2 separate regions of the Choristoneura fumiferana genome follow, and region 1 is linked to region 2. Evidence: chromatin contacts called from public Hi-C data. All regions are on one chromosome and are shown on one strand. The core of a region is the stretch at or near the end of the contact, and the rest is flanking DNA. Distances in the headings are between cores, read along the strand shown. Region 1 holds the start of LOC141430925 (hsp70-binding protein 1). Region 2 holds the start of LOC141430929.

What was found. Hi-C and Micro-C count contacts between places; a contact is called where the count stands out from the background.
Region 1: a contact with region 2 is called in a Hi-C map of whole pupa, with 2.9 times the contacts expected there. The contact joins the promoter of LOC141430925 here to the promoter of LOC141430929 in region 2. A contact is called at or near these places in 2 of 2 Hi-C or Micro-C datasets (both in whole pupa).

What each region holds. Positions count from the first base shown.
Region 1 is chr9:1,684,309-1,689,433 of NRCan_CFum_1, reverse strand. LOC141430925 (hsp70-binding protein 1) reads right to left here and starts at 2,335. Exons shown (of 6, transcript XM_074091813.1): 1 at 1,696-2,335; 2 at 1,105-1,185; 3 at 285-477. The coding sequence starts at 1,812. It overlaps LOC141430934 (a long non-coding RNA gene), which reads left to right and starts at 4,008. Exons shown (of 2, transcript XR_012451680.1): 1 at 4,008-4,763.
Region 2 is chr9:1,533,103-1,538,328 of NRCan_CFum_1, reverse strand. LOC141430929 reads right to left here and starts at 2,470. Exons shown (of 5, transcript XM_074091818.1): 1 at 2,448-2,470. The coding sequence starts at 2,455. Smr (nuclear receptor corepressor smrter) reads left to right here and starts at 2,725. Exons shown (of 39, transcript XM_074092506.1): 1 at 2,725-2,934. The coding sequence starts at 2,888. LOC141430936 (a long non-coding RNA gene) reads left to right here. Exons shown (of 3, transcript XR_012451682.1): 2 at 1-17; 3 at 1,659-1,779.

The DNA.
Region 1 (5,125 bases), core at 1,086-3,585, 150 kb before region 2:
TCCAGGTCTTTCCATTGAGCTCTATCTTCTGCTACCCTAGTCCAGTAAGGTCCCAGTGTTAGGCGGATGTCGTCTCTCTATCTTGTTTTTGGGCGCCCCTTTCTTCTAAAGTCCTCTCTTGGGTACCATAAGGTTACTTGTTTGCTCCATTTGTCCCTTCTGCCGCGCAGCATATGACCCATTCAACCCCATTTCAAATGATTTATGCGAAAAATTATATCTATGGCTTTAGTTATAACAAAACTAATTAGCAACTGAAAATCCAGTAAATCCATAAAAATTACCATTAGCAATGTCCATGTCATCAATAAAGTCCATGAGAGTGGTGAACGCATTACTGACATCCTCTGGCAGGGGCTCCCCGAGTTGTATACCATGGATCTTCTCAGCATCAGACAGGATCTTGATGGAGTCCTGTAGCACCTGAGCCACATCCACTGTCAAACTCCTTAAGGCTTCTTCGAGGAATTTGCGGCGCTGGATAATGGAAACATGATTAGAACAAATTAGAAAATTGAATGATGCCACCCAAATAAAAAAATGGAAACCTCTTCTTTTTCGAAATTAATTAAGTCCATCCATTAGGACAATTCCAGGGTAGGCATGTTACTAGCAGTTAGCTGTATTCTGCCTTTAAAGTATTAGTTCAAACCTATCCTGCAGGAACTATGCAGTTATCTTCCCATGGTCTTAAACTTTTTTCATAACAAATTTCAGTTCAGTAGTTTAAGCATAAAGAGGTATGGTTTATGCCTATCCAATTTATAAGAAGTGTAAACAAACTGATTTCATCAAAATCCTTGTATAAACACACTGGATCGAGTCAATAATACATTTATCTATAATTTGTGTCTTTTAACTAGACTTCTAATCACTTTTTTCATCAAAATTCACTCAATTTAAATATTTCAATATAACTTTAACTTTAGTATTGTATAGAACTACAATCAGTGGAACTACATGAAAAAAAGTAATTCAAATTAAGTGGGCACTTTGTATGAGAATATCAAGCAATATGTTATAGTCAATATAAAAATTAAATGGCGTAAGTATTAACTGAAATGCATCTTAAAAAACATTTTTTCTACAAAAAATGCTCCATACCTCCTCATCCATGGGTCCCAGCTCCGAGGGACCAGGAGCATCTTCAGCCTTCGTTGCTTCCATGGCAAACCTAAGGAGGCCCTGAAAGATAAGTACAGTACAAATATAAAATAAATGCACTAAATAAAAAAAATATGGCAGACCAGAGAATGGGATTCAGCAACTCGGGTTGAGGTGGATCGGGTCATATCATAAAAAACTGAAAATAAACAAATCAACTTCCAAACTTTGAGGCTAAAAATATGGGATGACTGGAGTACTAGTTTTCATTTCCAGGTTTTTTTTATGTATAGTCTCATTTATTTATACCAAACAACTAAATAAATCTATTCAAAGGCAAATTAATAATAAAAATAACTATTGAAATAAAGATGAAGACAAAACAAGTATAAAAGTACTACATAATTAAGATATTTAAAAGCGATTCAAAATGTATGAGTACCTAACTACTTTAATAATGCAACTGTATGCGAGAGGTTCATTTAAAGCATATTACAAAAAATACAGTGGCTAAGCTGACGATTACTAGTTCTGAATAATGCGTAATTAAATACTTACTTGAAGTAATTAATAAACTCAATTAAATGGTACCTGCAAATTCCGAGGCTGACGCGGCTGCTCTGGCAAAGGCTGAGGGTCCTGACTTCTGCTAGGGAACGTAAGGGCTCCCGCAATAGCATTATTTTGCCCTGGATTATTTGCAGACATGTTTTGAATGGAAATTATATGAGAAATATGGAAGGACAGGACAGTTGCTACACTGGGCGAATAATCACAACTGGAGTACAAATGTATTTGGAGGTTAATATTGATGTGAATGATTCATAAAAGTTGATGTAAGTCTTGGAAATTGTTGGATTCTCTGGAGTTCTAGAACACGCACGAACGAAACACCGTGCGTGCTTGTTTTTTTGAGCTGTCAATGTCAAACCGACATTTTAATTTTATAAATTGAGTCCAAGTTGTAATGGACGACGGAAAAAACTTGCTGTATGCTTATTTTTAGTTTATTAAATTAACAAATATTTTTAAGTAACAATATTTTTATTTCATGAAATATCGTCACATCAATTTATAAACTGTACTTAATATTTATGTGCTATGAAGTAGAAATCGGACACATGGACACAAATTAATTACCCGTCAAACTGACTGAATTGAGGTGTATTTTAGACACTTTTCAATAAACACACGTCTGATAATGAGGATGTATGTCACACAAGCGCGAGATATTTTAAGAAAAACCGAAAGCCTCTTTGATCATCCATACGTTCATTTAACTACATTGTCAGCTGGCTGGTTGGCCTGGTTGTACCATGGGTTGTACAGTGGGCGGAGGCGGCTGCAGCAGGGCTACTACGAAACTCGAAACTCGAAGTTCATATCGTACCGTCCCTCTCGCTCTCGTATTAAACCGTATAAGTGTCAGAGGAACAGCACGACACGAACTTCGAGTTTCGTAGTAGCCCTGCAGGACTACAACGAAACTCATAGCTCGTATTTTACTGCAGGGCTACTACGAAACTCGAAACTCGAAGTTCGTGTCGTGCGGTCCTTCTGACACTTATACTATTTAATACGAGAGCGAGAGGGACGGTACGATACGAACTTCGAGTTTCGTAGTAGCCCTGCTGTTCCCTCTCGCTCTCGTATTAAACAGTATGTGTCAAAGGAACCGCACGACACGAACAGAGTTTAGAGTTTCGTAGTAGCCCTACTCATTTACAACACGCATAAATAATGTTACCATTAAAAAATTTGGAAAATCCTAACAAAAAACTAAAATATCTAGGAATTTAGATGAAAGTATCTATTGTAGTTGCTAAAATATCCAAAACGAGCTGACTGCAAAAAAAAATATTGTTTCTTATTGCACCATCCACGCTAACGCCATAGTAGGGGGTCGCAAGACATTTTAATCATTTTATATATAAAATAACTTACCTGCTCCATGATGGGATGGATGGCGTCAATTCGCGCTATTTCAGCAACACTATATATACCTACCTACAATACACTACATTAAGTAATATGTATCATAGAACATTAAATATATTTTTTCAATCAAGGATTATTTTAACATTTAAAATCTTTGAGTATTTATCTAGATAAAATAAAAAATATTTTTAAAATATATGCGTGGCCTCGAATTTTGCTGCCATGTAAAAAGTGTTAACTCTTCCCTCACTACCTATCGCAGCTACCATCTACCTGCCATTGGCAAAGGTCTCGTTACGAAGCCATAAACTCCAAAAAAAAACTACCTGGGGCAACCTACTGTTTGGCATTATACCTACAGCCATCGACATTCGTCATGTTTGGAAAGTCATCGTATTTCCAACTGTCATATTTGGTAAAGGTCTCTACCCATTTCACCATATCATATCATGACCGTAATAGTATCTTGTCAAGCAAAAATATATTCTTTGTATCGAGAAGTGTGAGATTATGCCCACTAGCAAGTTTCGTAACCAACCGTCGCCATCTCGTGTCATGTATGCATTTGACATTCCGTTCCTCACACGTTCCTATTACGGTCATGGCATGATATGGGGTAGTGGGTAGAGACCTTAATAAAGGTAAGGTTTCTTCGTTCCTGATACATCACTGACGTAGGTACTGTTTAATGAAAGTTCAAAGTATTCAGACGTTTCCAGATAAATGATAACTCCAGACTCCACGCGGATCATGGCATCGCTACAACGCTTTGCTGTTTTTTCCTCACAAATTATTCTGCTTACACTTGCCACCACCAGAGGGCGTTGTAAAAAAACGACATCCGTTACCTTTGCGCTCCTGGACGAATTTGTAATTTTTGTTGAAAATAAATCTAATATCTATAGAATCTGCATAATATATACTGAACAAGATTAAGACAAAAAAATATTGGGATGTCACTCCTAAATTTTCAGTGTCACTGTATAATCGTAGTTCCTGATTTTATTTTTAAATCGTAAATACATAAGTATTTGTTTTTAATATAACTTGCAAGCAGCAGACTCTTATACCACACGACACACAGTTTTACCTCTTGAAGTGTAAATACTTCGAGACCTTATTGTCTAACACACTTGTAATCGTTTTCACCACTTATTTCTGTCACGCGGTGTAATACGTCAGAAAGAGATGGTGAATGCGATTTCGAATATCAGCGCGTTAGACTGAGGATTTTTCGACGGGCGAAATATCGCTAGATGGCGTTAGTATCATAAGGTCCGTTTGACGTTTCAGTCTTGCTTGCGATTGGCTCATTTAGTTATTTAACCAATCACGAGCGCGACGCACATATGTCAAAGTTGTCAGACGGACTTCACGTTACTGGCGCCATCTAGCGATATTTCCCATATCGAAAAACCCTCATTCATCCTGTGTGAAACCAACGCCGTTAGAAATGCCATCTCTCAACAGCACGAAATATTGTTTGCTTCCCGTAATAGCAAACAAAACAATCTCAAGTACCGAATCAGATGCTGACAATATCTGTCAACATGCCGCTGTTTATCACATCATAATCCCAGATAGCGATACGCTATCAGTTAGATAAATTGCTGAGGCGCGAATCTCCAATAACAAGCGCTGGGGCCATCACTCGAATGGAACATAACAAGTAGTTAAAACATATTGAACGATCTAGAAACTTACGGATTGAAAACAAAAAGGTAGGTTTAATAAATTTTATCGGTAAGTTACTTTATGACTTTTTGTGTCAGTTATGGTATAAATTTAATTTGAATACCACGACGTGAACTATCCTCGTCTAAACCTTTTTATGGAGTGATTATTACGCTGGCACAGCAATTTGTAATTTATTTTTCGTTACCTAGTAATTTGTGGGTGTGAACGAATATAGTATACTTGTGTGTGTGTCTTGTGTCTTGTGTGACGACTATGATGCCACTAAGAAGGAACGAAGGAAGGAAAACATTTATGCGTGACATTACGAGAACATGGAGAAAGTAAAAATACGTATCACGGTCACGAAATGGAAAACCAGCTTAATGTCGCCCTTTAGACTAACTAA
Region 2 (5,226 bases), core at 1,221-3,720:
GCCTTGTTTTTGGACAGGTAATGTCAAAATTCTATGTATATATGGCTTTTATTATATTTTTGGACGCTGTACACACACAGTCAGCTGTACAGGTCCCTGTTTGTCAATGCTTAAAACTCTTACAAGTCCAATAATATTTGTGTTTTGTCGTAAGTTGAATGAAAAAATGAAACATTAGTCTAATATGCTTCGAGAAACAGGGCTTAGAACTTTTTGACAATAATGTGCAGATCAATGCATGGCGTGGTGCTGTATATTTATTGCGTCCTGGCCTCATTACCTAGCATGGGTCTTGTTTTTAGGAAAACTCACACCTACCTACGGTAGGTATGTACTTGTACATTTTCAACTCTTTAACTTGGGTTCCTTTCCTTCCCTCCTTTCCAAACATACACGTGCTTTCTAGACATGCATTCTGATGTAACTGGATTCTTTCTTATGAATTAAGATATGCACGAGGAGTCCAATATCTTATCGCCAGTTTCAAGTCAACTAGGCATTCCGTTGTGATTCTATGATAATAACTATTGTGTTCTCGGAACTTGGTTACAGTGGTGAAGATAGCCATGTTATGCAAATAACAGCTTGTAAAAACGTCAAAAACATCCGCAACTGACTCAACGTCAACGCTATTTTCGCAGCGATTGTCTTGTTTTGCGTACAATAGATATTTTCCTGTTTGAATGTGATCCAAGTCTGCTTGTTATATTATGTAGGTTATGTATTAATGATTGTATATTCAGATTTTGTAAAAGGATTTTGTTGAAATTGTCTTGCGATGCCAGCAGTCATGTCTGTAGATGTTACGTACCTGAGATCGAACCGTTACGTTGTCTCATCATCCACTTTTAGAGGTGTGATTTGATATATTTGTGACTCACTCGTCAAGGCATTCCGTAATCTACAAGAGAGGAAATCTCAAATTTGTTGTTTTTTTTCTTGAACTTTCATTCCCTACTCTCCCTACCTAAGATGAAAGTGTAGGAGTACCTATGCTATGTAGGTATATACAGAGCTGTTATCGACATTTTGCCTCTCCCCTCTCCCTGCGTGGGGGATCACCCCGTGACTGGTAGGACCTTGAAGAGCCGCCAAATCAGCTGGTTTTGCTAACTTTTTGGGTATAGAAAATATATTAGTGTAATTCTTAGACGTTTAAACTGACAGGTTTTAAGTGATGCTTTATTAGTTACGAGTGTTACTACTTACAACTTTATGGCCCAAGATAAATTCTTGTTTTTCTACTATGTTCTAAATCACTTGAACCCATTTTGATACAAAGTGGGTTTTGTTTACGCTGTGTTGGTAGTGCGATGCAGACGCAATCCTTCCCATCAGCAGCAACATTATAGTTAGTACCTACTTAAAATAATATTAAGTATTCACTGTTTGAGTCTAGGTTAGGATTATTCACAAACAGCACTTACCCAAACCTTTCAACTACCGCCAATTTCATTGTGAAAAACGCGAGCTAGTATTTTGGAGGTTGTTAGGAGTCTATATCTTTTATTTATTCAGGCACGCACCTTTGCCCGTTATTTTAAGGCGCTAAAGAAACATTCCCTTCATGTCCATGACCACACCCTGCCCCCTGCCCTGTAGCTAGCGGACCCTTTTACAACCGGTATAAAAGGTATGCTTACCATTCGTTGTTTCAGGTACTAGGCAGGCAGGCTTTTATAACCTGCTCAAATATGCGCTGTAAAATTAGAGGAGGAATTTGTGGTCTAGTTAGGACGCTTAGAAGTACCTATTTTAGCGTCGAGTTGAGTGCCAAGATCATCCGAGGGGTTGAAATTTGAAAAGTATAAAGAAATGTCCTGCATGCCGGACTCATTAAAAGCGTTATGCTGAGAGAAAGGTCTTTCATTCAAACCGGTTTATAATATAGTAAACCTATTATTCTTAAGGTGGTTGGATAAATTATAATATAAATAGTTTTCTTGCGTCACTCACTCACTCATATCATTGAATTTTCCAAAAAAATATTTCAAAAATAACAAGGCGTTTGTCTAAAAAATTTAAATTAATTGAGTATGTATTTTAATATTAAGAATCCCTCACATTTCATAGACTATTACTATAGACTAGACTATTTAGGTCTGGCTGTATGTATTTTAAATGTAAGTTGTTTTTTTAAAGCTTGACTACGAAAACATTTGTTAGTAGAGTTCTATTAAAATTTTATCCAAGAATATGTATAGTGGAAATTTAAACAACCTACATGTTTCCAAGGTGAAATTAATGTTCGTTTTACATGCAAACATGTCATTAAGTTAACTATGATATCTGATTTTTGTCGTTTTCTTGTTTCAGGTACAAGTCAAAACCTGCCTATATTAGAAAAGTAATTTCTATTCATCATTCACATAAAAAAAAACACTAATCATCACGTGATTTCCTACCGTTTCAATTATTCATTATCTCATTTGAAACTAATTACTTACATTACCATTTTACGTCCACTATTTTCTACTTTATTTTTTTGTGTAAACGGATCAGGTAGCTAGCGTATTATCACTCGTCACTGTCCGTTCACATCTGTCGAACTTCATACGTGCTGCGGCTCTGACGATTCGGCCGCGACTGCCGGCGAGTTCATTCAACAGGCCACGAGGATGTGGGCGGGGCGAGCGGGACGCGGCGTCATTGGACGGCCGCGCGCCGTGCAATGATGGCCGCCGTCACATTTGGCCAATGAGCGCAGCGCGGGCCGAACGCGCGTCCGTCCGGCGACAGCGCGACGTTGCGAGCTCTACCGTGAAAAAATATCAGATTCGACCTTCTTAGGACCCCCGGTTTTTTTTTTGTTTAGTGGTGTTATCATTCTGGTGCTTTGGTCCTTATCCAGTGATGTGCAGGTGGAGTTTTAGTGTTGTGTGTTGATATGGTGTGGTCGTCGCCTTGCGGGGAGGTCCTCATCGAGTTCTCAAGGTAACCCCATTTGCTTAGTTCACCTACAACGTGGCCGTATGGTAACGTGAGGTTACCCGGGCTTGCTCTGACGAACATATGTATTCTCTTTCTCTTCCGTCAATATCATTCAAACTGGATGGTACTTCCTTGATTTGTTTGCATAGGGCATTACGTTGGCTACTATGAATTGAAGCATCTCATTTATTGGACTAGGTATCAAGTCTAATTACAATCTTCTGAAATAGCAATGTGGATATATCTTATCACTATCGGTATAGCTGTCCGTTGTTGCTAAGCTCGGTTTTGATATCCAAAATGCTGTAGGTTAATGTCAGTAGTTACAAATTCGTAAATTTTTGCTAGGTACTATCTGGCAGTTGAATTGAAATTACAGCTATTTTACTGAATTCCCATTTGAACTTGGAAATTACATCGTGGACATCTTGGTCTTCATTAACCTTGTAAGTGCCAAGTTATCATGTCTCTAGTTAGCAGTTGAGGTGTCGTGATTTTACATTAGTTAATAGGTACATTCCGATCCCCGGAATTATAAAGATAAAACGTAGTCTATGTGTTAGATAAACGTATTAAATTAAATCCGAATTCGTCCAGCTGTTTCATCGTAAAAGACTAATAAAGACACGCATATTCGTAGCATAAGGAATAAGGATAATTTTCGTCAAAAAAAATGTCGTACATTAAGTCTAACAAACTACGGTGGTCTGTCCTAAGTCTAATACACTCGTGGTCACCCTAACAAAACTAAATACTAGCTGTAGCCCTATCTACAGGCTGATGCTAAACAAATGCCGCGCTTAGGGCGTATCGTACTACCTAACACTATCTATGCTATACTGTATACGACCCTACGTATAAACTTAACACCTATAGGTACAGCAGACACGTTTAACAGCTGTGCTGTTATTAACCTTTCAAGAAAGGCAATGTAGCCCTGACATCTAATTATAGCGTTACACACAAATAAACACACCTACACAAGTATGTAGAATGCACTTAGCATCTGATCTTTTATGCATAAGTATCTATTAGGTAGGTCTGTGTAGCTTAGGTATGAGATCTAGGAAAATTGTAAAGATATGGAACCACAATAGCTACGTATTAGAGCCTTGTGGTGATTTAAAATAATTGGCGCTTACGTTCTAAATGTTAAGGGCGTAACCGACATTTGCATGTAGTCGTGCGAGCCTTGTGCAATGTTAATGATTGTAAGTGAATATTTACGTACTCTAGATGTTAAGGGCGTAACCGACATTTGCATGTAAATATTTTTTACTTTATAAGAGACTTCAAAGGTGGTAAAGGTGGTGGTGGTGGTAGGCCTTAGATATAAAAATGAATATACATGACCTGAGACTCATTCACAAATATTCAGGAAATTTACCAAAATTAGGCCAACCACAATACTGCAAATTAAATGCATTTGTGGCTTGACAATGACGCTCACGTTTTTACATGAATAGTATCCAGTGTCTGAAATAGCAAACATTCTTGTTTATAAAATATTAGTCGATAATGAAAAACAAAATTCTTGCCAAGTGGGTTGCTTGTCTCTGCAGCACGTTGTGTCGTTGGTGACTGAAAGCCTTGATACTGATATCTCTGTTATAATATAAAGCTACTAGGTATTTCGTAGTCCGTTCGCACAATATAGCACAGTAACAGAAATTGTGGCTTTGGTGATACGACATTAAAATAAAATGTATACATGTGAGACACATGGAAGACCTACAAATACTGCCATAGCCCACAACGCATATATGTAACTAACACAAACTAAGCCAAAAGATGGGAACACATGTAGAATCTATGTACATACGTAAAAAAGGACTGTTTGTCGCACGTTAACTGAAAAATTTAAACCATGTAATTCTCTTCAATTAAAAACCCAAAAAAATAGCTCAGACATGATTCTTAAGATAAACAAGATTTTCAGTTGCCAAGTAGGTATAATTAAAATTCTTAATAACAGGCTAAGCAGTAAAAACTATATTTGTGCGCTTGAAGGTCAGACGGAGCGGAACTCCGTACGATATCGAGATAGGATCGTACTTGACCGTCGACAAGGACGAACAATATTTACTAAGGTTACTTGGGAAGGTGGAAGAAACGCTCAAAGTACTAGTTTTTTTTTTCAATAAGAACTTTGAGGACGATTCCTTGCTCCGACAATGGGTCCAAGTTTCCTGTAGGTAGGTATTCGTGAGAGAAATACATACGTGTCTGTGGTATTGTCAAACTAAATATTGAACTAGGCTTTTGTAGATTTTTTAATCATTTTCAACAATCACA